2 separate regions of the Arachis hypogaea genome follow, and region 1 is linked to region 2. The links are chromatin contacts, called in public Hi-C maps. All regions are on one chromosome and are shown on one strand. The core of a region is the stretch at or near the end of the contact, and the rest is flanking DNA. Distances in the headings are between cores, read along the strand shown. Region 1 has its middle 5.7 kb from the start of LOC112750346. Region 2 holds the start of LOC140177221 (serine/threonine-protein phosphatase 7 long form homolog).

Region 1 (3,422 bases), core at 370-2,869, 54 kb after region 2:
TTATTGTAAAATTAATTTTTAACTCTCATTTATTTATTGGAGAATTTATGACTTTGAGTTAGAATTTAAAGGTTTAAAATTTAAGAATAAAAAAAATTTAATTGTGTAGACTGAAAAAAAAAAGTTAATTCTCTACTTCAATTCTTTAATTAAGTATTAAACATCATATAAAAGCTCTTATCAATTTCTAAAATCTAAGTTCCATCACTTCAAGATATGCCATTGCAAAAAGGAACAAGTTTTGGTGAAGTCGTTAAATGAATTAATCTCCACATGAAATCTCAAGATAATAATTCAAAATTTCAAGAGAATTGATTTATGGGTCTTTCTGAATTATATGGATCGGACTTCGTTTATAGAAATATTGGATGACTAATAAGTTAAATTTATAATCAAACATCTCTAATCATTTTTTTTAATATTTTGTTCTCTTATGCACCCTTCTCTTACCTCCTTTGAATATTTTCAACAAAAACCTCTTGAATCTTTTTTTTAATTTAGGTCTTCTAAAATAAATAATTAATTATCATTAAATTTGTCCTACTATTTTAATTTAAAAATAATCAACTCCTCACTTTATTACTTTACTAATTTTTTTAGTTTAGACGTTTTTATTTACTCTCATTTTTTCATCTTCTTCGTTCAAATATTCAATCTAATAAATCTCTATTTGTTTGTTCACCACTATTTTCTTCCAAAATCTAAAAAGAACATAAAAGTTCTATGTTCCATAGATTTATGAATGGGAAAGTATGAGTAGCCAATGGAATATTTATACAATATATACAATGAAGGTTTATGGAGTATTAGAGATATAACCATTAGTGTTACATTTTCCCATTAGTTGAAACTTTTGGGATGAGTGGTATCATGAAATGATATTAGAGCGTTAGATCTAAAAGGTCAAGAGCTCGATTCTTGATGAATCCCAAAATCAGTTTAAGTTTTTTGGAAGATGTTTATTATCCATAGTACTCGGATGGTTATTCTAGATAGTATGGAGGATGTTCATTCTGTAACTCAATAACCCATAACCCATTATACACATTGTATAAATAGTCTATTGTCTCTCTAGCGGAATTCTGAATGAATACAATGTGCTAGCAAAGAGTGGTGGATGAAGTGGCTTAAATTGGTCTATTAAATGCAACTAAATTCAGTACATATGTTCATATGCAACATATTAAATAATGAATAGTACATACTAATCTCATTCTCACTCTCATGTACCACAAAAAAAAATTCAACTCTACTAAATAAGTTTTATGCTAACTTCCAATTTATATTTCTTACTAAGGAACAGATTGGACAATGGTCCAAAACAAAAGCGTTGAAAAAGAGTTCAATGTGTTGAAGCCACATGGTAAAATACTTGGACCATAGTGCAACAACACAAGAAATCTAGTGCAAGTAAGGTCAATGCAAAATTAGAATTTTCTTTATTATTATTATTTGTTTAATTTGGATTTTAAAATGCCAATTCCGAGTTTAGCTCTTAGGTCCTTTCATTTTCATATGCGGCACGGATTTTCCAGAAGATTTGTAAATATTCTCTTAGATCATGATGAAACAGAGTGTTTAATTTGTTTGCTTAATTTAAACAAAGATTTATGTTTGATTGGATGTCATACATACTCCTTAAATTTAATAATTTATTCGGAGAAGAAACTTGTACGCAACTTATATGGAGACAAGAAATTTGATGAGAGATGTCGTTTACATATATTTTTTCAACAAAAATTAATTATTAAATTTTTTAAGCATAATAACTAAGTTTTTCATGGATCAATAAAGATCAATTGCTGTTATATTTTTTTATTATAAATATAAAACTAGTTTGATTATATCATTTATCAAACTAGTTTGACTAATTGGTGATTTTTTGTGTTCATATACATAATATCATTGTGTTATTCTGGCCACTGTTTTGATTAGTAAGTGTGTTTTTAAAAAAGTAAAGTATATTTTTTGTTTTTAAAAATTGTTAAAAATTTTAAAAATATTTTTAAATTTTATTTTTAAAATTTTTTTATTTATATTAAATATATTTTTAACAGCTAAATTTATAAAAAAAAAATAGAATTAATTTAATAATAATATATTACAATTATGTCTAATTTATAGAAATAATTTTTGCACATTTTGACCAATTTTTAAAAAAATAAAAATTTATTTTTAATAAAAAAATCCGGAAGAAATATACAAATCAAACACAACTATGCAAGTTAGATGAAAAAAATACTTAAAACCGTTTTTCTTTCGTTAATCAAATAAGGGACAAAAACTACTTGTTTAATAATTTTTCACGTCAATAGAAAAAGGTATATGGTCAAATTTCGTTTTCATGAAATACTGAAAAAGAAAAAGATACTAATAAATGAAAACACTCACTTTTCGGTTTTTCGAAATCCGTGCAGATGCAATGTTCGATAAATCCATGCAAATTGCAACATCTGATAAAGCCAGGGATTGCAAGGTTACAATAAAAGTCTTTTCTATGTAATTATCGCCCTCCACGGGTATCACAGAAAGAAATTAAATCAAAGAATAAGAAAATTCCATTAAAAATTTTCTACTTGCCTTGAGTAGTTCCTTTTTTAGTTATGTAGCTAACCATCCAAAGACCCAACTTGTCTCTAGTTTGATTTTTAAATTGAGTAGTACTAGGGAGTCAATGGTCTAAGCGTACAATGTGTATAATAGGCTAAATTTTTTGTTCATGAATAAAATGAACATCACCCATACTATCCAAAATAACTATTCGGATACCAGGGATAATAAACATCTCATGTCATAAAATCACTCATACAAAAAACTTAAGTTAATTTTGGAGTTCACCAAAGATCGAACATTTGACTTTTTGGATTTAGAACGCTAATACTATGTCATGAACCCACTCATCTCAAAAGTATAACCTAACAGGATAATGTAACATTAATAGTCATATCTCTAATACTCCTCAAATTTCTATTGTACACATTGTACGTTTAGGCCATTGACTTTTTATACTTTCTTTTTTTAAATTTTATCTAGCAAAAGAAATGTTTTATTTTCATTACGAGTACTTACATTAGATTAAGGGGGTTAAAAGAATTTGTATACTTTTATGATCGTAAATAAAAGAAGGGGAAAAAAAAAAGAAGATTAAGCATGCATGGTAGCTTTCCTATGTGAGGTCCACAGTAATGTGAAATCCCCAATTTATTGTTTCCCTTCAACTATAAGTTTTCACATTAATAATTATAATTTATTGTAATTTTTTAATTGTAAAAAGGAGATAAAATACGCAAACACATAAATTTTAAATTTGTATAAGATACAGAAACATGATATATATAATATTTTTAAAATAAATTATAATAATATTTTAGTATTTTATTAATATTAAAATATAAATTAAATTTTTATTTATTTTTTATATT
Region 2 (3,393 bases), core at 24-2,523:
AGAATCAAAAGAAAAAAGAAGAGAAAAATGCGAGAATATTTACGTAATTAGAAGTATATTCACACTTCATTAATAAAATTAATTTTTATTAAATTTAAACAAACTTAATTAGATTTTATTGCAGCAGCTCTCATATTTTACTCATTTAAGTTTAGCCACCTTCCTGCATTTCCATCGTATTACTCATCCTATGGTGAGGCTATCACATTTTATAACTTTGAAATGCCTAGGGGTAATGTCTTTGAAAAATGTTGTTGAAGAGAGTTTTGTCGGCTAATAAGATTACAGAGTCGAAACCGACGGAGGGTGATGGGAACAACGGAAACCGGTAGGGAAAGTTTGTTGCATCTATTTCTTGCCTTTTGCCTGTTCTCCTTCTCTCAAAAACCAATAATAAAGGTTCTGGGATTAATTTGCTTTACCGTAAGATTTTAATTTCACACCTTTTTTTTCCTTTAAAAGTTGGACTCATCAGTTTATCAACATAGATTCTCATTTTGGCCATTAAATATATATATTATTTAATTTATTTTTAATATATATTTTATAAAAATAATTAATTTTATAATTAATTTTGTGTATATGTAGCATAATTATAATAAATAAGTTAATTATTCTGTCAATTCTTATAATTTTATTAAATTTTTAATTAAATTTTTATATATTTTTTAATTAAATTTTTATATCATATCAGATTTTATAATTAAATTAAAAATGTTAGAATTAATAGAATATTTCATTAAACAAAATAAATTTGACAAAATATTCTATTTTATTTAACATAATATTTCGTTGATTATAAAATTTATATTAGGGCAATTTACGTATTTAAATTGTTTGTACCTCAATTTTACGCAAATACATTGTTTCAGAAAACGGATACGTAAATACATTGTTTCACTTTTCTATATAAATCGCTACTGGCAGTAGCGGTTTACAATTGCACAGAAACCGCTAGAACCAGCCGCGGATTACAAGTAAAAATTGGAGCATGGAAACCGCGATGAGCTGCCGCGGCTTACGTTTGAGAAGCATTGGTCATAAACTGCTGCTGCCAGCAGCGGTTTATGTGCATTGGTGTGTGTGCGTAAACCGCTGGAGCCTATAGCGGTTTACGTGGAGCATCGCTACCTATATAAACCGCGGAGCCAGCCGCGGATTATTCATTTTGAGGTTTTGTAAGGTTGGTTAGAGAGAGAAAATTCTAGAGAGAGGTCAGAGCAAGTTGAGAGCGGGTCCGAGGTATTTGAGCTGCGACTTCCGGCGGAATATCATGGCAGACAGAAGGAGCATGTACCGACTGAACGGTGTTGCGCATGTTGCCGGTTCCATTGGTGACGATGTTAGTTAATTATTTAACTATTTTTTTAAGCTTAGAATTTTTTTAGTTAGAAAAATGATATGAACGCAAGTATATACGGAATTTATAGTTTAGTCCCTTTTAGTTTTAAAAATGGTATGAACGGTAGAAGATTTGTAAGATTTTAAAAATGGTATACAGAATTCTTTTTTGAATTTTATTGTTAAAGATTTGTAATACTTTTATAATTGTGGGTGTTATGTAATCAGTTTAGTGTGTTGTCCTTTGTGTCATTGTAGTAAGTATTTTATAAATTGAACCTCGCTAGTTTATTGACTACTTAGTTATAGGATTTAGGGATTAATTTGTTTACCGGTCAAAAATTTGTTGACGGTTTAAGATATGTGTTATTATTAGATAGGGAATTTTCTTATGAATTGGAGAATTTAATTGTATCCTGCATTTATTGTGCGATTTTTTGCAGTCCACTAGGTGTATATACAGTGTGAGACGGCAACAGAATATGCCCATGCATGATAGGATCATCCCGTATTTAGAGAGGGCTGGATTGTACCATTTGGCCAGACTAAACAGCCAATGGTTCTGGTTGGATGAGCCATTAGTTAGTGCGTTCGTTGAGAGGTGGCGTCCTGAGACGCACACGTTCCACATGCCTTTTGGAGAGTGCACAGTGACATTGCAGGACGTGGCTTTTCAGCTTGGGTTGCCGGTCGATGGGGAGGCTGTGAGTGGTTGCCTTGGTGAGTTTGAGACATACATGGAGGGTGGTCGACCAGCCTGGGAGTGGTTTCAGGACCTATTCGGTGAGCTGCCACCACCGAATAAGGTCAAGCAGATGACAGTCCACTTTACATGGTTCCACGAGAGGTTTAGTGTGCTACCACCAAATGCAACCGAGGAGACAGTTCGCATCTACGCACGTGCCTACATCATGATGCTTTTATCTACTCAGTTATTTGGGGACAAGAGTGCGAACCGGGTACATTTACGGTGGTTGCCTTTTGTGGCAAATTCCCATCCTGAGCAATCGCCAACAACAAGGTCCCTCCATACTTACCAAACAGGTGTGTCCCATCGATACTGACGAGTGGCTTACAGTGGTGGAATGCCTCTACACATGGAGGGAATGTCCAAAACATGCGATGAAAGTAGACTCTATCTTCATCAACCTGGTCACCCACTCTAACCGGGGAGGTCTTCAGCAGGGCAATGGAACCGTCCATGGTGAATGTGACCCCAAGGATCCAACGGGGCAGATCCGCATATGACTCCTCCCAATCGCCGTAGATCTGTGCTACTGCCTTCTGCTTTGCCAACCACACCTTCCGATAACTTGGCTTGAAACCATATGTTGCCTCTGTTGCCTCTTGCAACACCTTAATCGATACTGACGCATCAGCTCTAACCAATGGAAAGATTCTTGCACAAATCACATGATAATCAAGCTGCTTGTGGTCGCTCGAAATCGATGTGGCCATACACGTGTGTGGTCCGTTGTACTTCCTAACTTCCCATGTGCTCTTCCTTTTCCGCATGACTATCTGAATCAACCACGTGCACCCGTTACCGAACTCCTTGCATCTCCCTTGGTATTTTAGATTGTCTGACTCCATAACCATGTACTCAACTTCACGCCGAATGCTGTAATCTTTCACGCTCAGCACAGCTTCCTCCTTACCCTGGAACGATTGGCCAATCTGAAATTCAGTCAAACCTGTCCCATCATGCATACCCTGCCCATCGAATGTTGCCTCTACATTCTGGTGTTGGCCGATGGCCTCCAAGTTCAAAGACGACAGGTGGGGAGGGTACTCTTGTGTTCCAGAACTGGAACCTCCATGGGCTGTACGTATACCTCTTGGTATATCATCTTCATTGTCCCCACCAATATCGACCGGCTCCTCATCGGAATCATCATCACTCAGCGCGTTCTCAACTCGATCCGGTCCGACCTCAAACTCAACCTCAGGCACACAATGAGACACACTTGCATGAACAGCCCCAGCACGTTCGGGCTCGGGAGGTAGAACTACCGCTGCTCCACAGGCAGTGATGTCGAGGCACCACCCACT

The links. A called contact is a pair of places that touch in the nucleus more often than the background predicts.
Region 1: a Hi-C map of leaf shows a contact between it and region 2, with 2.9 times the contacts expected there. The contact joins the enhancer-like site here to the promoter of LOC140177221 in region 2. A contact is called at or near these places in 2 of 8 Hi-C or Micro-C datasets (both in leaf).

Annotation. Positions count from the first base shown.
Region 1 is chr2:90,297,517-90,300,938 of arahy.Tifrunner.gnm2.J5K5, forward strand. No RefSeq gene overlaps it. Among protein-coding and RNA genes, the nearest start is that of LOC112750346, 5.7 kb to the right of the region's middle. Within about 2 kb of position 1,620, at least 2 of the 3 cell types and tissues checked have open chromatin away from gene starts, as enhancers often do.
Region 2 is chr2:90,244,195-90,247,587 of arahy.Tifrunner.gnm2.J5K5, forward strand. LOC140177221 (serine/threonine-protein phosphatase 7 long form homolog) reads left to right here and starts at 1,274. Exons shown (of 2, transcript XM_072210337.1): 1 at 1,274-1,342; 2 at 1,785-2,405. The coding sequence starts at 1,274. The coding sequence ends at 2,405.